Regions from separate parts of the Sus scrofa genome. Here region 2 is linked to region 1. A link is a contact called in public HiChIP or PLAC-seq data. All regions are on one chromosome and are shown on one strand. The core of a region is the stretch at or near the end of the contact, and the rest is flanking DNA. Distances in the headings are between cores, read along the strand shown.

Region 1 (4,803 bases), core at 989-3,488:
GCATTTCCCTTATTAGAAACAAGATACACCATCACTTAAGATCTTCAAACATTATTGCACTTTTAACTTTCAGAATTTGACAATGCATTCAATGAAACTATCTGCAGACAACTAGTTTTAACAGACAAATTAAAAAACACTTTTAAGCAGACATGAATGTCCTAAATTGTTTATTAGGTAAGAATTTTACAAACATTACTTATTAGCGGTAACGGTGGAGCTGGAGAGTATTGCGCCTTCTCCAAGCTGCACGGCGGGAACCACCAATAGTGTGGTGGAACTTGTGGCCCTTTCCAAGGCCGCGGCTCTTTCTGCCTGCAGAAGTCAGCCCTCGCATCTCCCTATGCTTGTGGACTGGTTTGGTGATCCACTGGGTGTCAGGATTTCTTCTGATAGCTTTATGGAATGGATCAATGAGGATAACCTCAAAGAATTTGTATGTAGAATCTTCACCAACCCAGTAAGAATTCAGGACTCTCAGAGCCCCACAGTGGCGTCCAGCTCGCTCCTAGGAGGGAAAAATGGCCCAAGGTCAGCCTCTCACATACACTGGTAGCAAATTAGGAGGCAAGAATTCTCTTTAGTTGTGATCTAGAGGAGAGACTAAGGTTGCTCATTTAAAACTACTCAAATACTCATCAAGAATCTCCCCAGAGGATGGGACCAAGTAGGATAAGGTAGACATACTGTAACAAATGTAAATATCCTTAAATACACTTTTAGCTCATGGAGGGCACCAGGCCCTTGTCTGCCAACCTCTACTACAAAGCACAATTTAACTTACTTGCTAAGACAGACAACTTACTACTGACCACAGGAAATTAGTGACATGAACAAACATAACTTTTTTGACACCTGGGGAAATGTGGTCTTCAAGACAGTGTTTACTGCCACTTGAAAGCTTAGGTTCCAAGGGTTCACATTAACTCAAAACACACCCCTTTAAGGGCACAGGTTCCTAATGAAAGCTGAAAAATAGTATCAACTGTTCAGACTTATAAACTAAAAACATCAACCCCATCTTAAACACAATAGGGCTCACTTAGGTACAAACGATCAGAAAAGTTGCTCAAGTTCTCCTCCACCATCTCCAGACCAATACAAGTGCTTCTCAAAAACCACTTACCTCGGCAACAGACTGAAGGCTTCGAGCAAACTTTAGCTGGTTGACACCATGGTGGACAGGCTTGCCGTAGGTGGCACCCTTAGGAACTGGGCGTTTGCGGCCACCGCGGCGCACACGAATCCGATATATGACATAACCTATTTATTTTTTTATAGAAAGAAAAAAAAGAGAATCCGGAAGTGTGAGCATTAGACTCAATGACTTGTCACTAATGTTCTTACATCAAATGTATTTCAGACCATTGGTCGGATTCTGCCAAAGCCCTATGTGAGAAAGGCTCCTTCTTGAGGACCCGGACAATTAACTATATCTAAGCCTCCAGGGGAGAACACTCACCTTGCTTGGCCTTGTATCCCAGCCTGCGCGCCTTATCGGGCCGGGTGGGGCGGGGGGCCCTGTGGAGAGCGGAGAGCTGGCGGTACTGCCAGCAGCGCACCCGGAGGAGAAAGCGCATGACGTCGGACTGCTTCTTCCTCCATAGCTCCTGGATGTACTTGTACGCGCCCATCTTGGCTTACCTTCAAAATGAACCGGGTGTTAAATGCACCATCCTTTTCAAGTGGAATGAGGATACCCCGGCCGCCCGTCCATCTTCGTTCCCCACCGACCACGAAGAGGCACCGCTGGTGACTTGGCTCTGCACCCACTGCAGGGCACCTATGCGCCCAGAAAAGGCGGCGCTCCGCAATCGTCTGCGGGACCAATTAGCGAGGCTGCCTCGGGAACCAAGGTGGAGGAGGACCGAAGCAGACAACGTCCCAGAGACCTCAGGGGAGGGTGGTGGTGGTAGTGCTCCCCCCGCCCGCTTCGCCTGAGGACGCCCCAGGCCCGGGTCCCCATCCCTCGACCCCCGTGCCTCCCTTTCCTTTTCGTTTGGGGCCCACTCGAATTCCCGCCGCCATCACAGCATCCCCCAACCCGTTCTGGGGGCCTCCTCTCCACGCCCGCGCTGCCCCGCATCTCGCTTGCACCCGCCCCGCACAAGAGGCAGAAGGAGCTCAGAGTACGCAGGGTTCCCGAGCCTGGATGGCCGAGGAGAAGAGAGATCAGCGGCGGATGGAGTACGGAATAACACAACACAGCCTACCTGATGGCTGCCGACAGACGGAAAGGAAGACGCTTTCTCCCACAATCCCTTTTGCGCTCCTCCCCCACTTCGGCGAGCCTCGTTCCGGTGGGAAGCGGCGGCCCCTCAGAGCCTCATGGGACATGTAGTTCTGGTCAGGAGCTGGCGGGAGGAGTTCGGCCGGGATTGGGCCCAACCTCCCCTAGATCCCGCCCCCTGCTCCTCGAGATTCGCTATTGGGAGGCAGGGGCGAGGCGAAGGCGGAGTTTCGCGGCCGGGCGCAGCGTCTGGACCTCCAGCCGTGGGGAGAAGGCAGCTGGGGGCGGGGCTCTCGGGGCGAGTCTTGCAGTGGGGCTGTGCAGCCGCCGTGGAGCGGTGCAGTGCGCTGCTCTCCTCGGGCTCGGAGGGGCGTGCAGGTCTGTCGGGGGGCGTGCGGCGGGGTCTCTGCGCTCGCTGCAGCCTCCTCCCCTGTGGAGCTGCTGCGCGCCGCTTTCCTGGCGTGGCGCTGCCCCCGCCGCTAAACAGGGCGCTCGTGGTGCGGGGCTTTGCGGCTGGGGCCCAGCTCCCAGAAATTTTGCCCCCAGAAGGGTTGGGGGGCGGAAGGGTGCGTAGGCGGCTCAGCGTCTTTCTTGGTCCGAGCCTCCCCTGCGTAAAGATTTGGTCCTAGATTTGCTACGTCAGAACCAGGGTTTTTTAGAAAAGCAAAATTTTATATGCCAAAATCTGGTCGGCTGGTGCGAGTATTTCGGTGGGGAGCAGGCGGGGAAGCCGAGAATATGGAAGCATTTTCTGTTGGTTTCTTTATTGACGAACAGTTTACTCGCTTTTGTGCTTTTCCAGAATATTTTCGTTTTTGATAAATCATATGGTTTAGTTCTCTTGCAAATTTTAAGTGTAGTAAGGGTCTTAGAGAATCATTTATTATCTTCTAAATTAGTGGATTTTTTAAACCTCATATCCTTTTTTTTTTTTTTTTTTTAAATCGCAACCTTACCATTGTAAAAGCCCTCATGTGGTTCATTGATCCATTCAGCAAACCTTAGTGTTGTCCGTCAGGGCCTTATATGTACCAGGTTGTGGCCCAGCTATAGGGAAGGTAGCCTTGGTCGGTCCAGAATTTCTAGCTTCTTGAAAAAGGGGCGATAAACGTGAGATAAATATATGTTCTGTATTAAGTGCTAAGGACAACCATTAAGGGACGGGGGGTGGGGGTGGGAAAGGATAGAGAGGCTGGGTGTAAATTTTGGTTGGAATGTTCATGGTAATGTCACATTAATCGGGTCGCTGCTGCTGCTTAGAAAATCAAAACTCAGATGTTGGTAGAAAGGGAATCAGAATACAGGTAATCTGGGGAAGTAGTGGACTCAACCTTAGAAACGGCCTCTGCGTGGCTGGGAAGCTTTTAAAGGGAAATAACCTTGGTTAATCGTGGTGTTGTGGGGTCAGAGTCACCCTGTCCCCCACTGTGCAAGCTTGTGGACTCCTGGTGATCCTTCTTTAGATGCTGTCTTGTTCACGCAGTTTGTTTGGAAGATTATTGATGGGGAAGCTTGGAAAAAGAACTGGTCATCTGTTAATTACTTATTCCTCATTTCCACTTTTATCCTCAGAAGAACAGACAAGTTAGATAAGGTATTGTGTGATTAAAAGATTTGAATGGGGGCTTGGTCATTAGAGCACAGGGGAGCCTGGTTTAAAAGTTAGAATACAGCTTTGCTCAAGTGACAAGGGAAGGGGCTTCCTGCTGAGGGCCTTTTCTTGAAAAGAACTGCTTACAGTTAAGTCTTGAGAAATAACATTTGAGGAAGACCAGAGCCTTGGCGATGTGGGGACAGCTTTCAGCTAGCCAGAAAAGTGCCATGGCTGGAATATGCCTCTACAGGGATAGCAAAGAGGCAATGTGACTGGATCAGCCAGAAGGGAACCTGGCAGATGACATCAAAGAGGGGAGGGTTTTTTTGGTATGTTTGTTTGTTTGTTTGAATTACTCAAATGAATTTATCACATCTGTAGTTGTATAATGGTCATCACAAGAGGGGAAGGGTCTTATGAGGACTTTGGGTTTTCAAACTTTCCGAGGTTGGAAACCATTGGGAGATTTTGAGCAGAAGGGTGACTCTGTGTAGCCTACATTTTAAAGGATCATTTGAATTGCAACTTGGAGGCTAAAAGGAAGAAAGGAAAAGGGAACAGCAGAGAGACTGGTTAGGAGGTTGCATTAGTTTCCAGTTGCTGCTGTAAGAAATCACAGCATATTTCCTGGCTCAAGGAGTTCCTGTCGTGTGCAGTGGTTAACGAATCCGACTAGGAATCGTGAGGTTGCGGGTTTGATCCCTGGCCTCCTCCTCAGTGGCCTAAGGATCCGGCATTGCTGTGATCTGTGGTGTAGGTTGCAGACTCGGCTCGGATCCTGCATTGCTGTGGCTGTGATGTAGGCCGGCAGCTACAGCTCTGGTTGGACCCCTAGCCTGGGAACCTCCATGTGCCGAGGGAGCGGCCCTAGAAAAGGCAAAAAGACAAGAAATAAAAAATATTTACTGGCTCAAGACAGTGCATTTTTATTGTCTTATTCTGTGGGTGAGGAATCTCACTAGGCTGGGAGGCACTGGGA
Region 2 (4,803 bases), core at 1,641-4,140, 41 kb before region 1:
TAAGAGCTTGGTATAGTCAAAGTCTGTGACAAAAACGCATAGTCAATTTCCACGACTTTACTACTTTGCATGGGTATTACAGACAGGGTAGAGACACAATGTGTCATTATTTACAGCAGAGTTAGAAACGATCACTGGTTGAGTATGTATTGACTAATAAAATGATATCAACCCAAAGTGAGGTGTCAGAGACATGCCACACAGCAATGAATTTGGCCCCACCCTGGGCTACATTTACAATATGAACAAGTTAAAGGGGATGCTTATCAAAGCCCCCCTTGGCAAAAATTGGGGCATGGCAGAAATTGTTAGTATACTACATAACAGTTTGTGACAGCTTGAAACTGGAGCCAAAAGGAATAGGAGAAAATTTAAGAAAGATAATTACAAGGTCCTACAGCTCAGGTCAAACAATTATCTGCACGAAGGATGAAACCTAGCTTCAGAATAGTTCACATGAAAAGGTTCTAGTTGACTGCAAGGTTACTGTGAGTCAGCAAAGCAGCAAGCCACAAATGCCAAGCCTGCCACAAATTCATGTACATCAGAATCCCGAGCTTGGAGCTCGGCAGCTGTCCAATAACTTCCACAGGAGCCTGTTCATTTCCCAGTCCCACATCCCAAAGGGCAACAAGGATAACGATCAGAAAATACAGCAGAGCAAGGACCAAGGGATGGGATGTGAACTGGCCAGGGGGGAGGGGGGAAATCGGGTCGTCAACAATCATCCCAAGGAAATTTTATAATTTGTAGCCAATTTAAAATCAGGGATCGTGGCTCAGTGGTTAACGAATCCCACTAGGAACCATGAGGTTGTGGGTTCAATCCCTGGCCTCACTCAGTGAGTTAAGGATCCCGCATTGCTGTGAGCTGTGGTGTAGGTCGCAGATGCAGCTCGGATCCCATGTTGCTGCGGCTCTGGCTTAGGGCGGGTGGCTACAGCTCTGGTTAGACCCCTAGCCTGGGAACCTCCATATGCCACGGGTGCGGCCCTAGAAAAGACAAAAAAATAAAAATAAAATCAAAATTAAGATCAGTGAAAATGTTCCAGGAAGGTTCAAACTAGAAAAAAAAACCTAACCACTGAGCCAGCCCACTTTATTCAAACACAAAAGCTGGCTTTATTCATCCATGGTAGGTTAGATGAGGCTGAACTTTATACTTCTAAATCCATACCAAGTAAGTTTAATTCCATAATAGTTACTGAACTTTTTTTAACTACACTCACAGGTTAAACAGGCCCATAGGTAATTAAAACACACGAGAATGACTTTATTTTTTACTGCTGGTGGAAATTTCACAACACTTTGTTATCAAGCCATGGTTTTTTGAACGGGTAACTTAAAACATAATCACTGGCTGCTTCTGCAACCTCACTGTCTTCAGGTAACGGTCCATCCTTTGATTGGGGGGGGAGGGAGGCAAACAAAAGGGCAGAAGGTAGCCGGGTATTGTGCTGGGATGTCAAGGCAGGAAAGGTAACAAGAAAAGGGGTGATAGAGTCAAATTCTGTTATCAGAATCAGAATCAGACAAGGTGAAAGATAACAAGAAAGGGCGTGATAGAGTCAAATTCTGTTATCAGAATCAGAAAAGGTCAGCAACCCAAGGGTTTAAAGAAATTAAGCGAAAAACGACCAGCCTTACAGGAGGCCTGGGAGTCACTGGGGTCACCTCGGTCACGCCCAATAGAGCTGAAGGCTGAGCCAAGGGTGGACCCGCCCATAGAGGAAGGTGGTGAGGTAGAAGGCTTCCCAGAAGAGATCACTAAAACAGTCTTTTTTTTTTTTTTTTTTTAATACGAAGTAGCACCACAACCTGGGCGTTCCCCGGCCCCTCCGCCGGGCGTCGCTGGGAAGCCAAGCACCTCCAGGCCCCGCGGAGGGTCATGCGTCGGGGAAGCCCCAGGTTGTCCGGCCGCACTGCCTTCAGCGCCAGAGCGCCCACGCCGGGCGCCTTCCTCTCCCTGCCCGCAGCCAGGCCGCGGCTCCCGCGTAGGCTCAGCTCCCGGCCGCCGAGCGCGGGTCTCCGCGGCGCGCACGCGCGGCCTCCTCCGCAAAGAGCAACCCCGCGGGGGAGGAGGGAACCGCGCCACGTCACAGCCCGAGGGTTCCGGAGAGGCGGGGCCTCCGCGGGGCTGCGGCGCTCCCGGCTGGCGCGCGCGCACCCGCCCCCACGTGTCCCTGCGGCCCCCGGGAATGTGGGTCACCGAGCCGAGCGGCCTCACGTGTCCCCGCCCGCCGCCGCCGCCCCAGCGCCCATTATGTAATGCCGCGTCATGAGCCCGCCCAGCCAACCGGCGCCCGCGCGCCGCCGAACGTAAACACAGCGCGCACGTGGCTCGCGCGGCCAGGCCATGTGAGGGGGGCGCCCGGCCGGCGCCGCGGGCCGCGCTGCGGCGGTGCGGGGAGCCGAGAGGGCGGCCCCGGGGCGACGAGCTCAGAGCCCGAGGCGAGCCCGCGGCGCACAGCAGCCCTCCCCGCCAGCCCGCGCCCCGCCAGCCCGCAGCCCCGCCGCAGCCCTCCGAGTGCCCGCCGGGATCCAGCGCCCCTCCGCCGCGCTACCCCGCCCAGTGGGCTCTTACCCGCATTCACCTCCATGGTGCCCTCGGGAGGGGGCCGAGGCCGCCCGCTTCCCGCAGAAGGGGCAGCGCCGCCGCCGCCTCAGCACCGCGCCGCCCGGGGCCGGGGCCCCCTCATGGGCAGGGCGGGCGGGACGCCCGGACCCGGCCCCGCGGCCGGAGAGCGGGCTGCGGGGAGAGAGGGCGGCGGCGGCGGCGAGCGGCCCTCTTCGCGGGGTCCCTGACAACAAAGCGGCGGCGCGGCGGCTTCCTGCAGCCAGCGCACCGCGGCGGCGAGGGCGGCTGATGGGGAGGGCAGCCGCGACCATGTGACCCGCGCACACCCCCTCCCTCCGCCCGCCCCTCGGCCGGCCGCTGCGGCGACTCCGCCCCTCCCGCCGCCGGCTCCCCTCCCCCTCCTCCCCAAGCCACCGCCCGCTCTCCCTCACCCTCGGGCCCCTCCTCCTCCCTCCTTCCTTTCTCGCTGCTGACCTTCCCGCCTCCGTGGGAGCCCCCCAGGCTTCCTTCCCCGAACCTGCCCCACCCCCGCCTAGTGACACCTTAGGTCTCCTCGGACGTTTACCTAGGCCCGCCCGGTGGCGCCAAGCAGGCGTGCTTTGCAGGATCCAGGGCTGGCCCCAACCCTTGACCGCGCCTCAAGTCGGCTCTCCGACTTACCCACCTCTAAAGACCAGGCTCTGCAGATACAGCCCACATCCCTTCCCTCTGCACCCCCGGGTGACTTCATTCAGTCCAACAGCTCAAGTAGGCTTGTGTTCTGATGATTGCCGAATGTACATTTCCAACGTCTCCTCTGAGCCCCAGATTCCTGCATTCAGCAGCCCGTTTGATTATGCCACCTTGATATCCTTTTGGCATCTCAAATTTAAGGTGTAGGCAGGCGTATGCTTGTGTCAAAACTCAGCAAATGCACACCGAAGATTTGTGCGTTTCACCTTGTGTGTACATTTTACATCAAAAGGAAAAAAGGGGGGAGACCAATGACGTGTGCCGAGGTATGAAGAGGGCAGTGCACTGATGCCTGCAAATTTAAGTGCATTATGAAAGCAAGATGGTCTGAGGGATGGAGGCCAGGATGGACGGTTAGAAGCATAATAATCTTACTATGTAAATCATGTAGTAGTTGTAGATGTTTTATGTGGGTATTCACTGTAAAATTCTAAGTTGCTCTTTGAAATTTTTCAATATGAAATATTGAGGGAAATATAATTCATAAGACATTTTTACATGTGCTGCATCCCTTCGCCCCCCATCACCCACTGCCCCATCACACACACATACACACTCTACCCCATCAACATCTACTTTTTGATAAATCTGCCAGTTCCTAAAACCAACAAATTGAGTTTCACTTCTCTCTCTCTCTCTTCCTGTCTTTCTCCCTCTCACTGCTTTTATACCTGGTTCAACCCATTAACAGATCTGAGCTATTCTACCTTCATAATACATCTTTGATCTTTCAGTTTTTCACCATCAGCATTGTCATTACTGTAGATCAAACCACCATCTTCTCTTGCCTGGGCTACTCTAATAGATCCCTAACAGGGGAAACTGTGCCTGGAACCACCTACAATCACTTCTACCCAGTGTTATGTTTTTAAATGTTAATGAGATCTAATTACTCAAAACCCTCCAATCGCTTCCTATTGCTTTTTTTAAAATCCAGTACTTGAAGCTGCCCTGCAAAGCTCTGCACAAACTTTGGGCCCTGCTTCTCTCCTAGGCCTTCGAGCACCATCTACACAGCTCTCTACACAATGTGGTCCTCATTGCTTCCCTACATCAGGGCCTGATCACCTTCTGTGATGCTGAAGCAAGAATTCCCCAGGCTACACTTCGTAGCTTGCTTTTTCATTTTATATCTCAAGCGCCATCTGCTTCTGCGCTGGTAAAATGGGGTGAATATGAACAGTGTAGAAGGCAGGGGTCATAAAGAGGACTCTACTCTGAAAAGGCCATACGGTATGGTTCTCTCAGTGTCCTTGGGGCATCGGTTCCAGGACCTCTGCGAATTGCAAAATCCGTGAATGCTCAAGTTCCTTATATAAAATGGTGTAATTTTTGCATATAACCTACGAACATCCTCCCTTATACTTTAAATCATTTCTAGATTACTCATAATATGTAATACAATGTAAATGCTAGGTAAATACTTGCCAGTGTTCTTTTAAAAACTTTCTGGAATTTTTTTTCTAAATATTTTCCATGCAAGGTTGGCTGAAT

What was found. HiChIP or PLAC-seq counts read pairs in DNA pulled down with a chosen protein or histone mark.
Region 2: a contact with region 1 is called in an H3K27ac HiChIP or PLAC-seq map of alveolar macrophages. The contact joins the promoter of NR1D2 here to the promoter of RPL15 in region 1. A contact is called at or near these places in 1 of 5 promoter capture datasets (liver), 12 of 47 Hi-C or Micro-C datasets (alveolar macrophages, blood, brain and 6 more) and 2 of 2 datasets of contacts at active chromatin or transcription factors (alveolar macrophages and skeletal muscle).

Annotation. Positions count from the first base shown.
Region 1 is chr13:10,713,808-10,718,610 of Sscrofa11.1, reverse strand. It overlaps RPL15 (ribosomal protein L15), which reads right to left and starts at 2,238. Exons shown (of 4, transcript NM_001244065.1): 1 at 2,214-2,238; 2 at 1,463-1,644; 3 at 1,127-1,263; 4 at 1-508. The coding sequence starts at 1,634. The coding sequence ends at 203. NKIRAS1 (NF-kappa-B inhibitor-interacting Ras-like protein 1) reads left to right here and starts at 2,449. Exons shown (of 4, transcript XM_005669298.3): 1 at 2,449-2,608.
Region 2 is chr13:10,755,041-10,759,843 of Sscrofa11.1, reverse strand. NR1D2 (nuclear receptor subfamily 1 group D member 2) reads right to left here and starts at 2,890. Exons shown (of 8, transcript XM_021071423.1): 1 at 2,584-2,890. The coding sequence starts at 2,599.